Regions from separate parts of the Mus musculus genome. Here region 1 is linked to region 2. A link is a contact called in public capture Hi-C data. All regions are on one chromosome and are shown on one strand. The core of a region is the stretch at or near the end of the contact, and the rest is flanking DNA. Distances in the headings are between cores, read along the strand shown. Region 1 holds the start of Chrna4 (cholinergic receptor, nicotinic, alpha polypeptide 4). Region 2 holds the start of Tcea2 (transcription elongation factor A (SII), 2).

Region 1 (4,794 bases), core at 1,853-4,352, 640 kb before region 2:
CCTGGTGGTGTTCTCCCCAGAACCTTGAGCTGCCACCAACAGTCTCCTCTGCCAGACACTACTTTGTAACTGTGTTTGCAAACCTCAGCAAGGTTGAGGGGCCTGTACTTCCTGCACTGTCCTTGATGTCCCCCAGCCAGAGCCACTGTAGGAACCACTTTGGGGGGCAAACACTGGACCCTTCTGAGAATGAAATCTTAATGTCTGGCTCTGAGTAGAGCCAACTAGCAAGGTCTCTGTGTTCAATCACATCAGCCTTGAAGCCCTGGGCTGCTGCTGACTCTGTCAAAGATAGCATAGTTGCTTTCAGCTCTTGTCAGGAAAGCACATGTAATGGCCGAGAATCACCCAAGATGTTCAGTGCCAGCCTTGAGCCAACACTTCCCCTTGTAGCAGGGTGTGGGGCAGGCTTTTAGGGCACTGAAGGCTCTGCAGGGACAGGTCTCTCTCCTCCAACCCAGGCTCTGTCCCTGAACCCAGCAAAACCCAGTATGGAGACCCCAAGGTTACTAAATCAGATGGCCTTTGACTACTCTCACTGGTAAGGTCATGTCTTCTCAGCATGACTCTACCAGCCAGGAGAGAACCCATGCTGAGGTCCAACAGGAACAGGGCAGAACCCTGGGTGGTACTGAAATACAGGTGTGAACTAACCCATGGCTGAATTCCTCTAAGGCTGGTCGAATCCGACATGGAGCAGCTGAGCCTGGCCAGGAAAGGCTGGGTCCTAACAAAGCAACTCAGCCTCACGTGAGACCAGCTTCCTACAGTATACTTCCCCGGGCCAGGACCATGTCTCCTGTGCTTCCTCCAGGATTTCTTGGAGGAAGTTCGCTGCCTAGCTCACACACGTCCTCCCAGAAGTCTTCCTAGACTTTCACTAGGGAAATGAACACATGCAGATAAGCAGGACCTGTCTGCAATTCACCCAAGCCCCGCTTTCCACACTGGTTGTACTTGGCGGCCTCTGGAATCTGATCTGAGATCATCGTGCCTGCCCCCCAGTGTACCACAGTGGCCACTCAAAGGATGCCACAACCAAAGTTTCCACAGCCTAGCTGCTGAGGAGGGAACTGGCCCTCCTATACCCACAGAAGCCTTTTCCTGGTCTTTACTCCAAAAGGTGTTCTGGTTACTTTAGGAAGCATGGCCACTAGCTTTCCTGTGAACAGGTCCAGAGCTACAGTGCTCACCTCCCTTCCCCGGTGCTGAGCACCTGCTGAGGCTCAGGATGACATTTTGCTGGCAACCTTGGTTGAACCCAGCCACATGGAGTCTCAGTGTGATAACTCCAGCAGGGTGACCCCATTGTCCTATGTAACACCAGGGCATCCCCATACCTACCACATCAATGAGCTGAGCAATCGACAAGCCAAAGCGGACAAGGACCACATCTGAGATATTGGCTACTGGCCGAGACCACTTGTTGTAGCCAGAGAAGAGTCTCTTCAGGAGCCGCTCCTCCGCATGGGCCCGGGTCTCTATGTGGCTGCTAGCTGTGGGGGAGGCAGAAAGTTTAAGGACAGGTGACCACAGAAGCTGCTGCTCTAGCCCCACACCAGACCCCATGCCATCACAGCCCTTCCTTCTGATTTCTCTTCCACCTCAGGCCCCTGGGCATGCTGCCTTGTCGTCGTCGTCCCCCCCCCCCCCCCGCACCTCCACTCCTCCCCTCAAGGAAGCCTTTCCAGGGCCCCAAGAATGAATGGATCAGGCCCTCCTGCACTCCACCAGGAAAACAAGACAACTGACATAGTGAACACTGAATTAATGGGGTAGAGCTCCCCTGCAGACAATCACTTTGGATGGAAGTGCCCTATCTCCAGTGACCGGCAGAGACAAAGGATGTAAAGGGACAGCAGGGGTTGGGGGGTGGGGCTGGGTGGCAGAAGGTGTATGGGGCAGCTAGGATGGGTGGTGGTGGTGAATGAAAGAGGACTGTGCACCACATCTCATGGCTGCAGGAGCTTGAGCCTCTGTCCACAGGAGTGGTCCTGCTGCCTGGGCTTCTAGGGTACAGCCTGACAATGAACGCAGAGCCTCGGGGCTGCCAGGACCTTGTGTTCATAGACGGATATAAGATTCCATGGATAAGCGCCACACTGCTTCATGAAGAGGGTGCCCCCTCATTCCACCAGCCAGCAGCCCATCTGTGTCCTCTCCATTGGCCCCCTACGTGGCTAGGGGGCCTCCCTACCTCCATTTGCTGGGTTGCTGCATCAAAAGAGGGGGTTGGGAAGAAAGAGGGGAGCCTCTGCTGTCTACTGGCTCTTGCTCACCTGAGAGACATGGGAACTCCTTAGGAGAGGACTCCTAGAGTCCCCCCCCCCCCAGCCTCCCCACCTCAACCTCATTCTTCCTGGTGTCTTGAACCGACCAGTAAGGCATAACCCCTCTGCTCAGTGGGAAGGCCAGGATTAAATAACTGCAGGAAGCCCCATCACGGGTTAGAGTGAAAGGTGTCCGCTCAGAGGAAGAGAGGTGGAGGAAGCCTGGGGGAGCAGAAAGGGTAGGGTGGAACTCCGGGGGGTGGTAGGGGTAGATCCCTGAAAACAGGGACAGACATGGGGGCGGTCTGAAGGCGAGATTTGGCTGGATGGAACCTCCCTCCTAGGTGGACTCCACCTCTATCCTACTTGGAGGTTCTGATTCCAGCTCCGAAATGCAGTCAGACCACCCCCCCCCCCGCCTTTACTCAAACCCCCTCTCCCAGCACTTGGAGGCTGATTCCTTCCTCTCTGGCTCAGCTAGCACTGCAGGACATCGAAGCTGTAGTGGGTGGAGGAGTCTCTGTGGCTATCCCGTTGCTCGCACCCGCGGCTTGGAACCGCAGCCCCGGGCCTCCTCTCCCCTAGCCCCGGAGTCCTAGGTGCCAGGACCCGGGAGAAAAAGGCCCGTTTCGCGTTTCGAAACTTACCAGGCAAGAGGCCGGTCCCTAAGAGCAGCAGGAGCGGCAGGAGCAGCAGCGGCGGCGGCGCCCCGGAGCCCCCGATCTCCATGGCTCACAGAACGGGCTCTAGACGAGGGCGGCTCCCGGCAGTACCGCGCCTCCGCTCCGAGACCCGCGCGCACCCAACTTCATGCCCCGTGTCGCGGCCGCTCGTCCCCAAACCGGGCTCCGCAGCTCGTCCCGCGGGGTGCGGCGGCGGGGCGGGAGCTCGAGGTTGTGGGCTCCGCGGCGCGGCCCCGCCCGGACCTGCAGCCTCCAGCCGCCGGCGAGAGGGGAGGAGGGGGAGGGACTGAAGGGAGGAGGGAGAGAGCGGGAGGAGGGGGCGGACCGGGCCCCGAGGGTATGTGGAGGCCGTGCTCTGCCCCTTGTGGGGGTAAAGTTTCCTTGTCCTCCTGAGGCTCCCGACATGCCGGGAGGGGCTGGGGACTCCGTGGTCATTCCAGTCATCTCGGCGCCTTTTGGAAATGAGCCCCTAACCCTGGTCTCCAGCCCTAACCCTGCCGGCAGCGTGAAGACTGCGGGTGCGCATTCAGGGACTGTGCGCGCGAGGAGGGCGCCCTGTTGGGCACTGGCTAACTCCATCACTTCACCCCTCCTTGGCGTGACTGTTTGCATTTTAGAAATAACAAGTCTCCTTCCTTAGCCCAACCCTGAGAGGAAAGAACCCACTCCCCATCAGCCTTCCGCCCTCCTCCTGCACCGCAAGTCCAAGAATCATCCTGTGACGCCCAGGCCCCGTGTCACCTTTTTAGTGAGAAGAACCTGGTATCCAGACCTTCGCAGGGCCAGCTAGGGACCAAGGTCCATCTTTGTCCTTTTTAAGCGTGCAGATTCTCTGCCCCTGCCTTCTCGGTAAACTGTCAGCATGAAAGCAGTTCCCTACCCCAGCTCTGTGGGCAGCGAGCTACTGGCCAGAGAGGAGAGGTGCTTGGAGACAAGCTGTAGGGTGCTAGGGATGGTCCTGAGGGATGCCACTAAGGAGAAGGTGCTCGAGTACTTTGGTTCCTAGAGTGCTTTGGTGGCACGCGGGGGGGCGGGGGGGAGGCTGGGGGGGAGGTGCGAGAGGGAGGGGGCATCTAAGCAGCAGGTGATGGAAGGAGAGACAACGGGTTCCCAAGAAGAAAGAAACCCTGTCCAACACCAAAAGCCAGATCCCAACCATGCCTTGTCCCAGAGACTCTGCCGTTGACTCCAAGCCCCAAGATGGAGACAATCCTGAAGTTGAAGGCAAGAAAGTGCTGTCCCTGTCCCTATAGCACATACCTCTCTGTTCCCAGACATGGTGGCTCTGAGGTTGACTGTCCCTTTGACCTTCCGTACCGACCCCCCAACCCCAACAGTACAGGGCTCCCATGCCTACCCTCCTCTTTCCCATCTCCCTACCTTGCTCCACCCCCCTCCTCTGTATGCCCCTCCAACAGTAGTGTACCTAGCTCTCTTGCCTGCTGGCCTACAGTGAATACATATGTCACATACCTGCTCTGGAACCTTCAGACTCCTCCAGGTCACAGGAGCCATCTGCCTACGCTCTGTAAGCAAAGCCTACAATAGGACTTCTCAAATACTCTCCTCCAGGGCAGATCACCTTCGCAGTGGCCATTGTTCTCCTCCTGTGCCCTCCTAGATGCTGGCCCAAACACTGAGGGTGTGTTGGTATGCCAGACTCCCACAGTACCCTCAAAGGCTAATTCTTTTACCTATGCCTTCCCAGGTGGGTGCAAGAAGATTTAAGCAACTTGCTCATGATCACACATTCAGTAGTGGGATCCTAAAACAGGCTATCGAGCTTTAGAGTAGGCACCCTGACCTCATGCGAAGAATGTTCTTTGGGTAGCCGTTCCCTT
Region 2 (5,115 bases), core at 609-3,108:
AATCTATGGTCTAGATGTTTGGTGGGGAGGTTCCACTGAAGATAAAGCTCTGAAAGTCAGCAAGGTGTATGGGGGTGGGGTGAGGTGGGGGAGAATCTGGGGTGGGAGGTGACTTTTCTGATCAAGGGCCAGAAGGTTCGATTTGGAGCTCTTGTAGGATCTGGGATCAGGACTTTTTGTTTCTGAAACATGTCTCTCATATACATATCTGAGGATAACCTTCAACTTCTGGCCTTCCTGTCTCTATCACCCAAGTGCTGAGTGAACAGGCACGTACCTGTGATGCCTGGTTTGTATGCAGTACGGTGGATTGAACCCAGGGCTTCCTACATGCTAAACAAAATACTATCAACTGCGCTTTCTAAAGTTGGAATTTTCTAAGGTTGCAATGTGGAAATATCTGGCTGGTGAGTACCAACCCCACAAGTAAGGACCCCTCAGGATTGAACACACCTTTGATCTGGCTTCTTGTGACATAGCTCCCCTGCTGGTGATCTACTGGATTTTCCTCAGGAAAGAGCCTGTTCTTGAGCAGATCTGTGGGTGGCTCCTGCCACCTACAGGCTGCTGTTGCTCATCATTGGGACCAGTCAGAGCTGGGACTACTCAGTAGGCAGTCCCTTGATGGGGTCAAGTCATCAGCCAAACACAGCATGGCTGAAGGTCCTGTGGTTCTCTTACTGCCTGTCTTGTGGTAGGGTCCTGAAAGCATTAATTCAGTACTCAAACACAGGGTTCCCTTTCCCAGAATTTTTGTTGTTGTTGTTGGGTTTAGCTTAGAGCAAGGGCCCAGCTCTCAGTAAAGGGCAGAATGAGAGGTGGTATGAAACTAGAGAGCTGGGTTCAGCCATCACTGCACCTCTGGAAAAGCTTTGTTGCCTTCAAGAAGTTCCATGCCTTTTTCTTATGGTAAAGATGTCATAACTGATTAAAACGGTCAGCTTAGGTCATTTGTGTATGTCATTTGCACTCTGGCCTCCTGGGTACAAAAAAATTCAGATTGACTTTTAGTACCAGCACACCTGCCACCATGTATAGGACAGAAGAAGAGCAGAGCACCATTCTCCCTTTCCTGGACGTGGTTAGGGTCTTCCTGAGGTAATGCCTCAGTAGCGGATTGCCTCAGTACCCTGCCCTGTTCTCAGTGTAAAATATGAATCGGAGGCTCCTGATCGCAGCCTCTGTCATTGTCACTTCACAGGTTGGGAGACTGAGACGTACAACAATGTGCAGAACTTGGGGTTTATACCGTTAGGTTGACTTCAGAACCTGAATAGTTCTCCCCACTCCCACCCCCCACCCCCGAGACAGGGTTTCTCTGTGTAACCCTGAATGTATTGGAACTAGCTCTGTAGACCAGGCTGACCTTGAACTCACAGGGATCTGCTTGACTCTCTATCTCTCGAGTGCAGGGATTAAAAAGGCATGAGCCTACATTGCTTGGCTAAAGCCTGAATTCTTGCGGAGAAACCGTTTCAGAGTCCCGGCCACCTGCGCAGCGCCAAGAAAGCCCCCAAACTCGGCTTGGTACCAAGTGAAGTGTGTGGAGTGAGCTGAGTGACTCTCGGAAGTGGAGGCGATCTAAGTGCACTAGTGAAGGCGCGACCGGCCGCCAGGGCAAGCTGCTCAGATGGGTTGAATTAAAGACCTGAGCGCAGTAGGGTTGTCCTTCTCCCTCCTCTAGGTCCTCCCTCCCCCTGGCATTCGGTGGGCACGTGGGGCCGTGGTCCGGCGGAGATACCTGCGGAACTACCTTTTCCAGCGGGCAATCAGGCCGCAGGCCGCAGGCCGCGCAGTCGTCTGGGAGTTGTGGTCCCGGGGGCGGGGACTCTTTTTTTTTTTTTTTTTTTTTAATTCTGTCGCACGCGGCCGCCAGGCGGAGGTTTGGACCGCGGATCTAGGCGGCGGCGGCGGCCGAGGTCAGGCCGGGCGGCGCAACCGGCACAACCCGCCGCCACCGAGGTAGTGATGGGCAAGGAGGAAGAGATTGCTCGTATCGCCCGGAGGCTGGACAAAATGGTGACCAGGAAGAACGCGGTGAGGGGCGCGGGCCGCCAGGACCCTGGGGCCCCGCTCCGCGGAGACCGTCTGAGCCTACCCTCGGGCAGAGTGATACCTAGCCCAGTCAGTCGAGACCCCTTGCCCAGGCCCGCCCTCCACCCTGTCCTGGGACTGCCGCTTCGCAATGGACGCCGCGTTGACCGAAAGCTACCCTCTGTTCGTCGCCCAGCGGTGGCCGCGGGCGTCCCTGGCCCAGCCGTTGTCTCCCCTGTCTGCCCCCCACCCTTCAGCACCAGGTTTCTCTTAATAAATTTTTCCCCTGCTTAGTCAGGCCTCAGGCAACAGCAAGTCGGTTTGGGCAGACAGTTGAGCCTGTGGCGTTGAGACCCCTGGCCAGTGTGGGCTTGGCAGTCCAGCCTGCCTTCCGACCATGGTCACCTGCGTAGCCTTTGAGGAGCATCCTTAGGGGATGATGGCACCTGCAATCTTGCCTTCCGTGGGTGGGAAGGGACTTAGGAGGTGGCTTTAAGACTGAGTGACTCTAGAGCATCCGCAGCACCGCTCTGAGGGCAGCCCAGATAGTGGCTGAGTCATGAGTCTGTACAGCCTCCCCAGGACTGTGCTTGAAGTAGAAGGCTGCAGGACAGCTTTTGGGGATGAGCAGGATTGCTCTAGGGGTTGGAGGGCTGGGGTCTAAAACAGGAAGTAGGTTAAGTGCCCACATAAGCCTTTACACTGGAAACAGAACCCACTTTGCAATCATCTGGGCTACAGAGGCCCTGCTGGAGCTTCTTTCCGGTAAGAGAAAGCACAAATGACAAACTTGGAACTAAGGGTGGCAGAGATAGGATGGGAATCCAAAGGGAGACCCAGTAAGGATGGAAGGCCACAGATAGGACTGTACAGTTGAGAAGGGAACCTGCAGAGGTTCCAGTAGTCCTTGAGAGAGGCTCCTTGGAACAGCTGATGGTTTATCTGGGTTTTCATTATGGGAGTGCAGGGCTATTGTGGATGCATGCCCCTGGCTCCAAGGATCAGGTCTTCTTAGCAAAGTCAGCCACCTCAGGGCTGATTGGTGTACAGCTTACTAACTTAGGGCCATGAAACAAGGCTGCAGCCTGAGCAGATAAGTCACACAGATTGAAGGGTCAGCCCCAGCCCCTACCACGGCTGGATGGGTTGGTTTTCTCTGCCTCTTTGTGGCATATAAAGACAAATGAGCTCATAGTGGAAACTTGGAGGACAGCAAACACAATAGTGTTGGGTGTTAGAAGAAAAGGCTGTCTCAGTTGTAGGAAGGAGGTGTTTGAATATAACCTGGAAGTGGTAAAGAGAAGAGCAGCCTTAAGCAGAGTGAGGTTTAAGGTAGGAACCAGAGGAGCCTGCCTACCCTTGAGGTTCAAAGAACAGAGCTTAGGCAGAGGAAGAAAATCAGGGTTTTCTGTTACAGTACCTAGGAGGAGGGTGGTGACCAGTCTGGAAAAGAGATAAAAAGTGAGACTATGGGATTTGTAGGTGCTGGCTTTAAGAAAAACTTCCCTTTGTATATTTAATTTTATTTATTTTACATTTGTTATCTCGGTGAGTGTGTAAGTATGAGGACAACCCCTGGAAATTGGTTATCTCCTCCCACCATTTGGGCTCTGGAGATTGAACTTAGGTTGTACAGCTTGTTGGCACCTTTATCTGCTGAGTCAACTCACCTGCCCACCCCTTTGATAGTGGGTATTGAACCCAGGGCCTTAACTTACCAAGTGAGAGCTTTATCACAGCTGTGTCTACACAGCCCTCTCTTTACTTTGTTTTAAGACAAGGTCTCATTAAGATGCCCATGCTAATCTTGAATTCACTCTGAAACTCAGGTAAGCTTTGAACTTTTGATCCTCTTGCCCCAGCCTCCTAAGTATCTCTGAGATGATAAGGCCTGTGTCACCAGGTTTGGTAGTTTTCAATTAGCAATAATTGTGCCTCTGATAAACCTTGTTGGCTATGGTGCTGTTACTTTGCAAATCTGTGGCTGGAGTAGAGATTCCTGAGAGTTTAGGTAGAGGCTTTTAAGGTAGGAACAGGAAGAGCCTGCCTACTCTGGAGGTGCAGCCTGCCTGTAGATGCTGGGGAAAAGCCAGGGCAGAGGAAGGCAGCCAGGGTTGTCTGTTACAGTACCCAGGAGTAGTGCTGCCCTGATGGGTAGGCGCTTTGAGGAGAGGCTGCTCTCCCACCACAGCACAGATGGACCAAGGTTAAAGAACCCGTGCTATACCCGTGAATGTCCTTCCGTGTTGAGCAGGAGTTGGGGCATTTATTTTCTCTAGTAGTTTGTTCAGTGTCCTCCTGTGGTTAGTTACCATGATGTCTGGAGATCACCGTAGATGCAGGATGAGAAACCCCCTGATCTTTGAGGAGAGCACTGTTGAGCTGTTTGCCTCTATTCCTGCCCTATGGCAGGAGCAGTAAAAAGCCCCTGTTGTGATGTAGGAACAGGTATGGAGTGCTCTGGGAATCTCAGGGTAGAGGAGTGGCTTCTTTCTGACATGTAAGTTGCCCCCTGGTGATGACAAAGAGGTAGGATTGTCCACTATGCCCCCTGACAAGTGTTTTCTGTGTAATCCTGGCCATTCTGGAACTCCTGGCCTCACTCTGTAGGCCAGGCTGGCCTTTAACTCAAGATTCACCAGCCTCTGCATCCTGAATCCTGGGGTTAAAGACATGCACCACCACTACCCAGCATCCACTAAGGTTTAAAGTCCTTTATGAACATCCCGTTTCCTTTCAGGAGGGAGCTATGGATTTGCTGCGGGAGCTGAAGAATATGCCTATTACATTGCACTTGCTCCAGGTAAGTGCTTCCTGTCTTAGCAGGGCTCCCTATATTAACTCCCACATGGCTTAATTGGCACAAACAACTTTGTTCTAAGGAGAGGATTTCTGATTCTCTCTGGTCATAAGAGAGGTGGGAGGTAGGTCCCTGGGTCCCAAATAGCCATTGGGAGAGATGTTTTCTGTCCCTGCCATTCCCCAGCTGTCCACTGTGGGAGCCAAGAGTCCTTGGTGAGGATCCGCCTCTGGAACAGGCCCCTCCGCCTCTGACTCAGGCCACTTGTCTTGCAGTCCACC

What was found. Capture Hi-C pulls out chosen DNA fragments and counts their contacts.
Region 1: a contact with region 2 is called in a capture Hi-C map of embryonic stem cells, with 2.8 times the contacts expected there. The contact joins the promoter of Chrna4 here to the promoter of Tcea2 in region 2. A contact is called at or near these places in 4 of 39 promoter capture datasets (hematopoietic stem and progenitor cells, liver, pre-B cells and 1 more) and 1 of 9 other capture datasets (embryonic stem cells).

The regions. Positions count from the first base shown.
Region 1 is chr2:181,036,075-181,040,868 of GRCm38.p6, forward strand. Chrna4 (cholinergic receptor, nicotinic, alpha polypeptide 4) reads right to left here and starts at 3,103. Exons shown (of 6, transcript NM_015730.5): 1 at 2,918-3,103; 2 at 1,345-1,496. The coding sequence starts at 2,999.
Region 2 is chr2:181,678,439-181,683,553 of GRCm38.p6, forward strand. Tcea2 (transcription elongation factor A (SII), 2) reads left to right here and starts at 1,859. Exons shown (of 10, transcript NM_009326.3): 1 at 1,859-2,037; 2 at 4,775-4,837; 3 at 5,110-5,115. The coding sequence starts at 1,969.